2 separate regions of the Rattus norvegicus genome follow, and region 2 is linked to region 1. The links are chromatin contacts, called in public Hi-C maps. All regions are on one chromosome and are shown on one strand. The core of a region is the stretch at or near the end of the contact, and the rest is flanking DNA. Distances in the headings are between cores, read along the strand shown. Region 1 overlaps Dnajc5b (DnaJ heat shock protein family (Hsp40) member C5 beta). Region 2 overlaps Hps3 (HPS3, biogenesis of lysosomal organelles complex 2 subunit 1).

Region 1 (4,135 bases), core at 789-3,288:
GAAGGAAAATACTGTAAGAGACCCACATTTGGAAGTTGTCCATAGGCGGCTGATATGTACAATCACAAAACTACAAGAGAGTTCAAAGTGGTCCAAGAAGTCTAAAGACTGGACTTTGGGGTAGGATTTAAGAAAGCCCAGCTAACCATCAGACTGAGCACAGGAACCCCAATGGAGGAGTTAAGGAAAGGACTGAAAGAAGTTTGAAGGGGTTTGCAACCCCATAGGAAGTGCAACAATATCAACCAACCAGACCCTTTCCCCTCCCAACTCTCAGGTACTAAACCATCAACCAAAGAGTACACATGGAGGGACTCATGGCTCCAGCTGCATATGTAGCAGAGGATGAACTTATCTGGCATCAATGGGAGGGGAGGACCTTGGTCCTGTGGAGGCTCCATGCCCCAGCATAGGAGAATGCTACGGTGGTGAGGCGGGAGCACCTCATAGAAGCAGGGCAGAGGGAATAGGGGGTTTGCAGAGGGGAAACCAGGAAGGGGGATAACATTTAAAATGTAAATAAATAAAATAACCAGTAAAATAAATTTAAAAAAAAAGAAAAGAAAAGAAAGCCCAGCCATGCACCTAAAGCCAAACTATTTCCAAAAACAGAAACAAAAACAAAAAAAAAAAAAAACCCAAAAAACAAAAACAAACAAAAATCCCTCTTTAAACAATAAAAAGCAAGGATCAATGAAAAAAAGGAAAAATCTAGACAGTGCAAAGTTTTAGGACTGAGGGGAAGAAGGTATTTCAGAAGAGCAGTCCCTCAAACCACTAACACAGAAAGGCTGTAAAAGCCATGGACTCGGAAAAGACGACAGAGTTAATGCCCTGGAAATCCTTCACACTGATCCCAACCATACACATGTGCTAAAGCACGCTCTGAAGTGGGGAAGTAATAATTAAAAAAGAAAAAGGAAAGGAAAGCAGAAAAACGGGAAATAGGAAAAGGAAAAGTAATAACCAAAATTAAGTGTCTATGGCTGTACGTTAGGATTACAGGCAATTCTTTGCTTTATTTTTGCTTGTATATAAATACTTCTTATATGTTTTTGTCAAAGCATCTTGAAACTCTGGTGATAAAATGTCTTTTTCTGAAACATCAGGAAATTCAGGTTTTGTTGCCTTAAATGACCCATTACTATATATGTAATGTTATGATTTATAATAAGGCTAGCTATATATTTTATATAGTTCAGAGAAGATAAAAGAAATGTTTTAAAATATATATATAGTGCTCTTCGTCTCGATCCCTCAAGCATGCTTCAAGCAGCTGGCCTTGTGGTGTACCCTTCCTGGAATCTCACAGCGCGGCCTTTCTCCCTGGTAGGTCTCCACATACCTGTGTTATCCAACCCAATGGAAGGACTATGACCTCTGCCCAGAAAGGAAAAATTCCCTGAAAAAATGGTTCTTGTAAACTTCGCCTTGTTTTCAGGCTTCAGAGGAACACTCATATATCCTACCCAGACTTACGGCAGAAGCCTGGCTTCCTGTCATTCGTTACCCTGTTGGATCTTTGACAGCTCACAAGGGCAGATGCACTCAGCCGTTTATCACACTCCCCTAACAATGGAGTTGGCTGATTTGGAGGGCTGGAACGCCTCCATCTGTAGCAAATCCAAGTCCTCGTTGTCAGCAGTGTTTTGACTCCTCCTGGCAGACACTCTTGGCTCTGAGTTTCCTTGGCACAGATGGCAAAGCAGTGGCAGCTGCCAAAATTACACAACTGCTCAAGCAGGTGAACTCAATGAACACCCCACCTGCTTGGGGGTTGTCTACAGAGCAAACAAGACATGAAAGGTTCTCTGGATGAGGAAGTGCTCAGACTCCATTTAAATAGAACAACCACCTGTTTGTGTTAAAGGTATTTCTTGCCATTTCTAATTTTACATGTAAAAGTGACGTGCTATTCAACTAGAATGTGCGAGTTCATCTCTAAACATCTCTCTGCTTTCCAAAAGTGGCTCATATGGGAGAAAACCAGGAGGTCATAGCCAACACTGTCAGATGAGACCAACCCCTCCTACCATCCGCCAGCCTCTGAGTCACCTGGGGCAGATTCTGACAGGCTCACCCAGTTGTCCCTTCATGCGTTGGGATATCAGAGGAGAACTTTTGGGATGTACTCAACCACACACTACCGTGGCATGGTTGTGTCTCTAGCTGCCTTCCTCCTGCTAAACACATTTCTGTCTCCTTTTAGTTATTATTTTATTTATTTATTCATTATTTATTATTATTCATTTATTTATTTTGATTTTTCAAGACAGGGTTTCTCTGTGGAGCACTGGCTGTCCTGGAACTCTTTGTAGACCATGCTGGCCTTGAACTTAAGAGATCTAACATCTGCCTACCTCTCCCTTCCTAGTGCTGTGATCAAAGACCCTGTACATTTCTGCCTCTGAACTCAGTTTTTAAGGTTGGTTACTATTGTGAAGATATCTCCATTTCTTCCTCTATTCAGCCATAAAACTTGTGTCCTCTCTGACTTCAGAGGAAATCTGTCTGCAGGGTGCTAAAACGAAGAAACAGCATTCACTGCTATCTCCTATGTTAGAGATCCCTATGGCAGAGCCAGTGCCAACTGGGCTTTTTGTTTCCTTTTGTTTTGTTTGGCATTTTTCATCGTAGTGGTTTTTTGTTTATTTTAAATATCCTTATATTTTGTTTACTTCATTTTTGAGAGAGAGAAAACATTGCATGGTGTGTGGGGGGGAAGGGATAGGACACAAAAAGGAAGTTGAGTGGGGAGGAATGAGGAGAGGATTGGGAGAGCAAACTGGGAGAAACCCAGACCCCATTTCAATAGAACCCGTTCTTTCATAAGCCTCTCATGGTGTGTGGAAAATTAACTAGAAAAATATAGCCACAGTCTGTAATAAAGACAGAAAAACCCGGATCACATTAGATCCCAGAAAACAGACCTTTTTCTAGAGAAGATTGCCTGCGGTGAGGAGGAGACCATGCCAGATAAGAAGGTGAGCCGCCATAGTCACAGCTTGCAGGATTAGAAACCTGCCAGCAGCATGGCCATGGAACATCTGGGGCTCCGTGTGACAGTGGGGAATCAAGGCCCCTGTGCCCTCATGGACTCGGGAGAGGCACAAGTGAAGATACAGAAAACGAGTACCGTAACATTTGGGGTGAGCGAGCACCTTGATGTGCCAGTCTGATTCTGTACATGCCTATATAAACCAGTCTCTATCTGTACATGTTTATGTTTTACATGTATACATATATCTCTATATATGTAATGCTATGATTTATAATACCGCTAGTTATATATTTTATATAGTTACATATAGAAAAACTTTTGGAAATAGTATATTTCTGCCTTTTATAACTTTTGTATGATGTAAGAAAAAATTCTGTATATGCTGTATGTGAATCTTTCATTTTTTTAATACATTTCCCTTTATTGCATTGTTATTTGCTGGTATCTACTGGGGAATACTATTGTTTATTTTAAAGTCTCTCCTCTGGATATTTAGAGTCCATTATATCCCATTGGTTAACTTAGTTATCCCTCTGCACCAGAAGAAGCAAATTCTTTCACATAGCTCTGTAAAGGTTTTGATCTAGAGTGGTGGAGTGGTGATAGGCAAGTCTGAGTTCCCAGCTCAGCGTATAGCACAGCGAACAAAAAGTTCTGGGCATAACTGTGACAGACACAGCTTGACAACTTATAGACACAGATGAACATAAGATGCCAAGACTTTCTGTGCAAATTCTCAATCTTGGTTTTCATCTTTTTAATCATATTTGAATTATCCGATAATTCTAACAACTCAAGTTCCCATTGTTCTATGACCTCACTTCTAACCCAGCTGTCTTGGCTTTCATGATCTCTGTGTGATTAATACTGTATTTTCAAACTTTCCCAGAAGCAATATGACATAACTTCAAATGGAGCGTTTTACTTGTGACTTTTAGATGTCTGGGGGACCATCTTAACACAATATAATGAGCCAAGATTTTCTTCATTAAAACAGGTAACTAAGAATATAGTGGTAACAGGTGAATGCTACTTCAATTACCCACTTCTAACAGTCTATGAAAGGACTTAAAGTTTAAGGCCCTTAAAATAATAGCATTTTATTTATTAACTTACAATATTATAGCCAGACCC
Region 2 (4,191 bases), core at 531-3,030, 480 kb before region 1:
GCTCCCCTGACTGTATTGTTTCCTATTGGCTAACTGTTTATTTTTTGTTCATGCTCATCAAAGGAATTAGCTGGAAAAGTGGCTCAGATATTTCATGTGGCTGAGCCGAAGCAACTGCCTCATGTTCTCTCCAGTCCGTCTATGAAGAATATTGATCCTTTAATTGCCTTGCATTACTTAAGGAAGCTGGACACCTGTGGGGCTTCACCAGTCTTAGTGACCTTGACCAAGGCTGCAGTGGCCTTGAAAATGGGAAATCTTGACATGTACAGGAATGAAATGAAAAGCCATTCAGAGGTATAGTACAATGCCTGGTGTTAACAGAAGCCTGAAAGAGAATTGGAGTAATTCTTGAGGCATTGGACTTTCTTCTGGCTTCTTTGCCCCTCATGGTTTCTTAGTAACAGATAACAGTATTAGCTGGAACTTGGAAATCTGTCAAATGGAAAAAAAGATTGATGAATATAAGTAGCAGTGGCTACTGAAAGATCTTTCATCATGGAAGGACCACATATATTTAGAATATTATGTGTGTACAGAATATAAAAGCTATGCTCAGAGCCAACAATGAGAGTAGGTATTCACTGAAAGCCCAACAGACTGGTGAGTTTCTTAAGTACAGAAAGGAGGATATTGGCTGTAAGCCACAGGAGTGTAGTAGGTACAAAAATTCCTATTCTAAGTTGCTTGTGTATTATTTTACTTAATTCTTGTTGAGTGCTGAGATCAGTGTTGCTTTAACTGTCACACATGAGATAGCTAAAATATCGTGTTAGTGATTGCACAGTTGGTCAGCATTGAGCAGGCAGGGGGACTTTAAAACCTAGGCATGTTCTTATTGTTGCCTGCTTGGCCAAATGCTCACGGTGTAACTGCTTTCTGAAATATGGAAGCATCATTATACTAGGAGGTGGCTGGCTCTGAGGACAAGTCGGCATCGGGAATCTGCTTTAAAGAGTTCTGAAAATCAGAGTTTCCTTTCTATAGCTTTGAAAAGACTTAGACTTAGGACATGTGTGTGTGTGTGTGTGTGTGTACATACATATATATATGTATGTATGTATTTTTAATCTAAAACTCTACAAAAATGGGACATCTCTAAGTTTAGTTATCTATCAATAATTTATACGAGAAAGATAATATTCTTCTTGGGAATAAGAGCTAGTTTCTGTGGCTAAAACCCAGAAATACAGTGTTAACTGGCCCCTAAATCATGAAGACCCCAGGATGAGATGAATGTAGATGTGATGTACTTTTCATTCCAACATTTATTTTTTAATCTGAAGATGCAGCTGGTGTATGGCTTCATTCTGGAACCTCGGCTGTTAATTCAACAGTGGAAAGGACAGATTGTTCCTACGGAACTTGCAATTGACTTGAAGGAAACTCAGCCTGGATTGCTTGTGGCTTCAGTCCTGGGCTTACAGAAGAATGGTAAAATTGGAATCGAAGAAGCAGATTCTTTCTTTAAGGTTCGTCCAATTGAAAATGTAATATTTCTAAGTGATCAGATAGAAACCAAAGGAGAGTAGGGAATAGACTGAAAAGAAGTTTCAGTCATTGAAAAGCAGGCTTCTGTATAATCAGTTTATAATGTAAGCATACAGATTAAAAGACTTTCTGCAGAAACTCCATGCATGCCACCTAGAGACTGTTTCTTATTAACAGAAAATGTGTAACTTTGCTCTTGCCGTGGCAGTCAAGCCAAAACTATGAACTGCATGACCACATGGCGATACTCTGCTCCCTGACCACATGGTGGAGCAGTGGCTCTGCTCTCTGACCACATGGTGGAGCAGTGGCTCTGCTCTCTGTCACTTGCTCTGCATTTATGCGGGATGCACTCCTTTCTAGGTGCTGTGTGGAAAGGATGAAGACATGGTTCCGCAGCTTTTGGTAGACTTCTGGGAAGCTCAGCTCGTAGCTTGTCTCCCAGATGTGGTTCTTGAGGAACTCTTTTTCAAGCTCATATCTCAGTACGTCTGGAGGTTATCTAAGAGGCATTGTCCTGATACCTTACCATTGAGAACAGCAGAGGATTTGGTAAGACAGTAAAATACGTTAAATGTATACATTGTGTGCTATAATAATCTGTTTTTGTTTTTTTTTTTGTTTTGTTTTGTTTTTTTTTGAGAGAGGGAGCTAGTGCAGTGCAGATGCACAGATGCAGATGCCCTATGTACAGAGTAAAGGTCACTCTCAGGTGTCACTCTTAGGGACTCTGTCCATTTATTGTGAAACAGGGTCTGTCCTTGGCATGTAGGATACTGGCTGGCCAGAGGCCTAGTTCTGCCTCCTCAACATTGAGATTGCAAACTTGTACCACAGCACCTGACATTTTCCAGGTTCTAGAACTCAAAGACAGGCTTTCATTCTTGTGAGGTAAAAACCCACTGAGGCTATCTTCCTAGCCCCTACCTTATTTTTAATGCTTAGGACATACCTATGACTGAAGTTAACTACATCTTGCATACTTTCCCGATCTAAAGAATACCAACTGGGGCTGCTGAGATTGCTTATCTGGTAAAGGCCCTCGCTGCCAAGTCCGATGACCCAAGTTTCATCCCTGGGACCCACAGTAGAAGGAGAAAACTGACTCCTGAAATTGTTATCTAACCTCTGCATGTGCGTACACACACACACACACACACACACACACACACACACACACACACATAAATAAATAAATAAAATGGTAAGACTACCACTGGGAAGTCAGGTGTCATAGTAAATGCCTTTAATCTTACCACTCAGAAGGCAGGGGCTGGTGGATCTCTGTGATTTCCAGGCCAGCCTGGTCTAAAAGGGGATTTTTCAGGCCAGCCAGGGCTACACATGAGACCCCACCTATCTCAATTTCCACACCCTCGAAATAAAGAATGCAGCCTTTAGTTATTAATGCTCCTTTATTACCACCCTACAGTGCTGTGGTGTATGAGGGGCTTTACCTAGAAGGGTTGCCTCCGAGTAGGTTTGAAAGGGCTGGGGCAAGGGGCTACTGCACTGTCCCGTTCCCTGTCAGGGCACACTTGGGCTTCAGATGTGTTGTAGGCAGCGAGGACAGCCTTTGACACCCATCCTGCTCTGTTTTCCTTTGAATCCTGTTGCTATGACTACTGAGGGTACTATCCAGTGCCTGGAAAGGTCAGCAGTGTAATTTCTTGGATAAAGGATACATCCTGGCAATCATCATGAGAACTTAAAAGGATATTTTGTCACCCCCAAAATGCTATAAATAAAAATTACTTCCACTATTTTCTTTTACTCTTTTTGAGTGTAATTATCCTAGGAGCAGTGCTATTCTTTTTTTTTCTAGAAAGCACTTCTGTAGAATTTTTTAAATTTCAAAATATTAGGAAATATTTATTGCAGACTATTTGATGTGGAACCAACGAGACTGCAACCTTTTCCAGGGAAATACTTTCTGCATAGCTTCCTTTTCTTAGGAGAGTATGTAGCTGAGTCTAAGATGTGGCAGAGGATTAATGAATAGATGAAGAAATTGTTTTGCTATTGTTATATTTGACTCGTGACACATTTCTGTAATGTTTCAGATAAACGCCTGCAGTCATTATGGCCTAGTATATCCATGGGTTCATGTCTTAATGACGTCTGATTCCTTAGCTGATAAAAATTACACAGAAGACCTTTTGAAACTACAGGTAAATAAAAATGCCTCTTTTACTTTTAAAATATGCAATATATTTCGATATCGTATACAATTTAAATATGGCGTGATAGCACATGTCTTGTTAATTTAGAATATAGCTTTTGAGGGGCAAAGTCTATAGTTGATCACATTTAGGAGCTTTGGAATCCTGGCTCCTGGATGGAACTGGTGATGGAGGAAGCCCCTGAGCTGAGGGACTGGTCTTGTTGCAGGGAAATGAGCTGTACAACCATCTTCATTTTTAGAATGTTCTTGAAAACACCTGTGGGAAATAAAAGTGTCCATATATATAGGCATCTATTGTAAGCTTGAGCTTTGTTTAATGTGGCTTAACACAATTTAGACTTCATACCTACCCAACCAATAGCATCATCTGTCTTATGAAAAATATGTCAAAGTAGTCAGTTTAACCCCAGAAGAGAATTTTTCAAAAGAATTGTGGGACACAATTATGTTATAGGAATTCTGACTATAACTGTTTCTGCATGCGACATGGTAAAGGCTGGGCTAAATGTATCTTT

The links. Hi-C and Micro-C count contacts between places; a contact is called where the count stands out from the background.
Region 2: a Hi-C map of liver shows a contact between it and region 1, with 7 times the contacts expected there. The contact joins two enhancer-like sites. A contact is called at or near these places in 2 of 12 Hi-C or Micro-C datasets (hepatocytes and liver).

Annotation. Positions count from the first base shown.
Region 1 is chr2:103,947,029-103,951,163 of GRCr8, reverse strand. All of the region lies in intron 2 of Dnajc5b (DnaJ heat shock protein family (Hsp40) member C5 beta), which reads right to left. Among named protein-coding and RNA genes, the nearest start is that of Trnar-acg1, 54 kb to the left of the region's middle. Within about 2 kb of position 2,038, at least 9 of the 93 cell types and tissues checked have an H3K27ac peak or open chromatin away from gene starts, as enhancers often do. A contact at or near this core is called in liver, where this site is marked.
Region 2 is chr2:104,426,555-104,430,745 of GRCr8, reverse strand. It overlaps Hps3 (HPS3, biogenesis of lysosomal organelles complex 2 subunit 1), which reads left to right. Exons shown (of 17, transcript NM_001107664.1): 11 at 64-297; 12 at 1,287-1,472; 13 at 1,855-2,043; 14 at 3,555-3,662. Cp (ceruloplasmin) reads right to left here. Exons shown (of 20, transcript NM_001270961.1): 20 at 3,627-3,932. Among named protein-coding and RNA genes, the nearest start is that of Hps3, 26 kb to the left of the region's middle. Within about 2 kb of position 1,780, at least 3 of the 93 cell types and tissues checked have an H3K27ac peak or open chromatin away from gene starts, as enhancers often do. A contact at or near this core is called in liver, where this site is marked.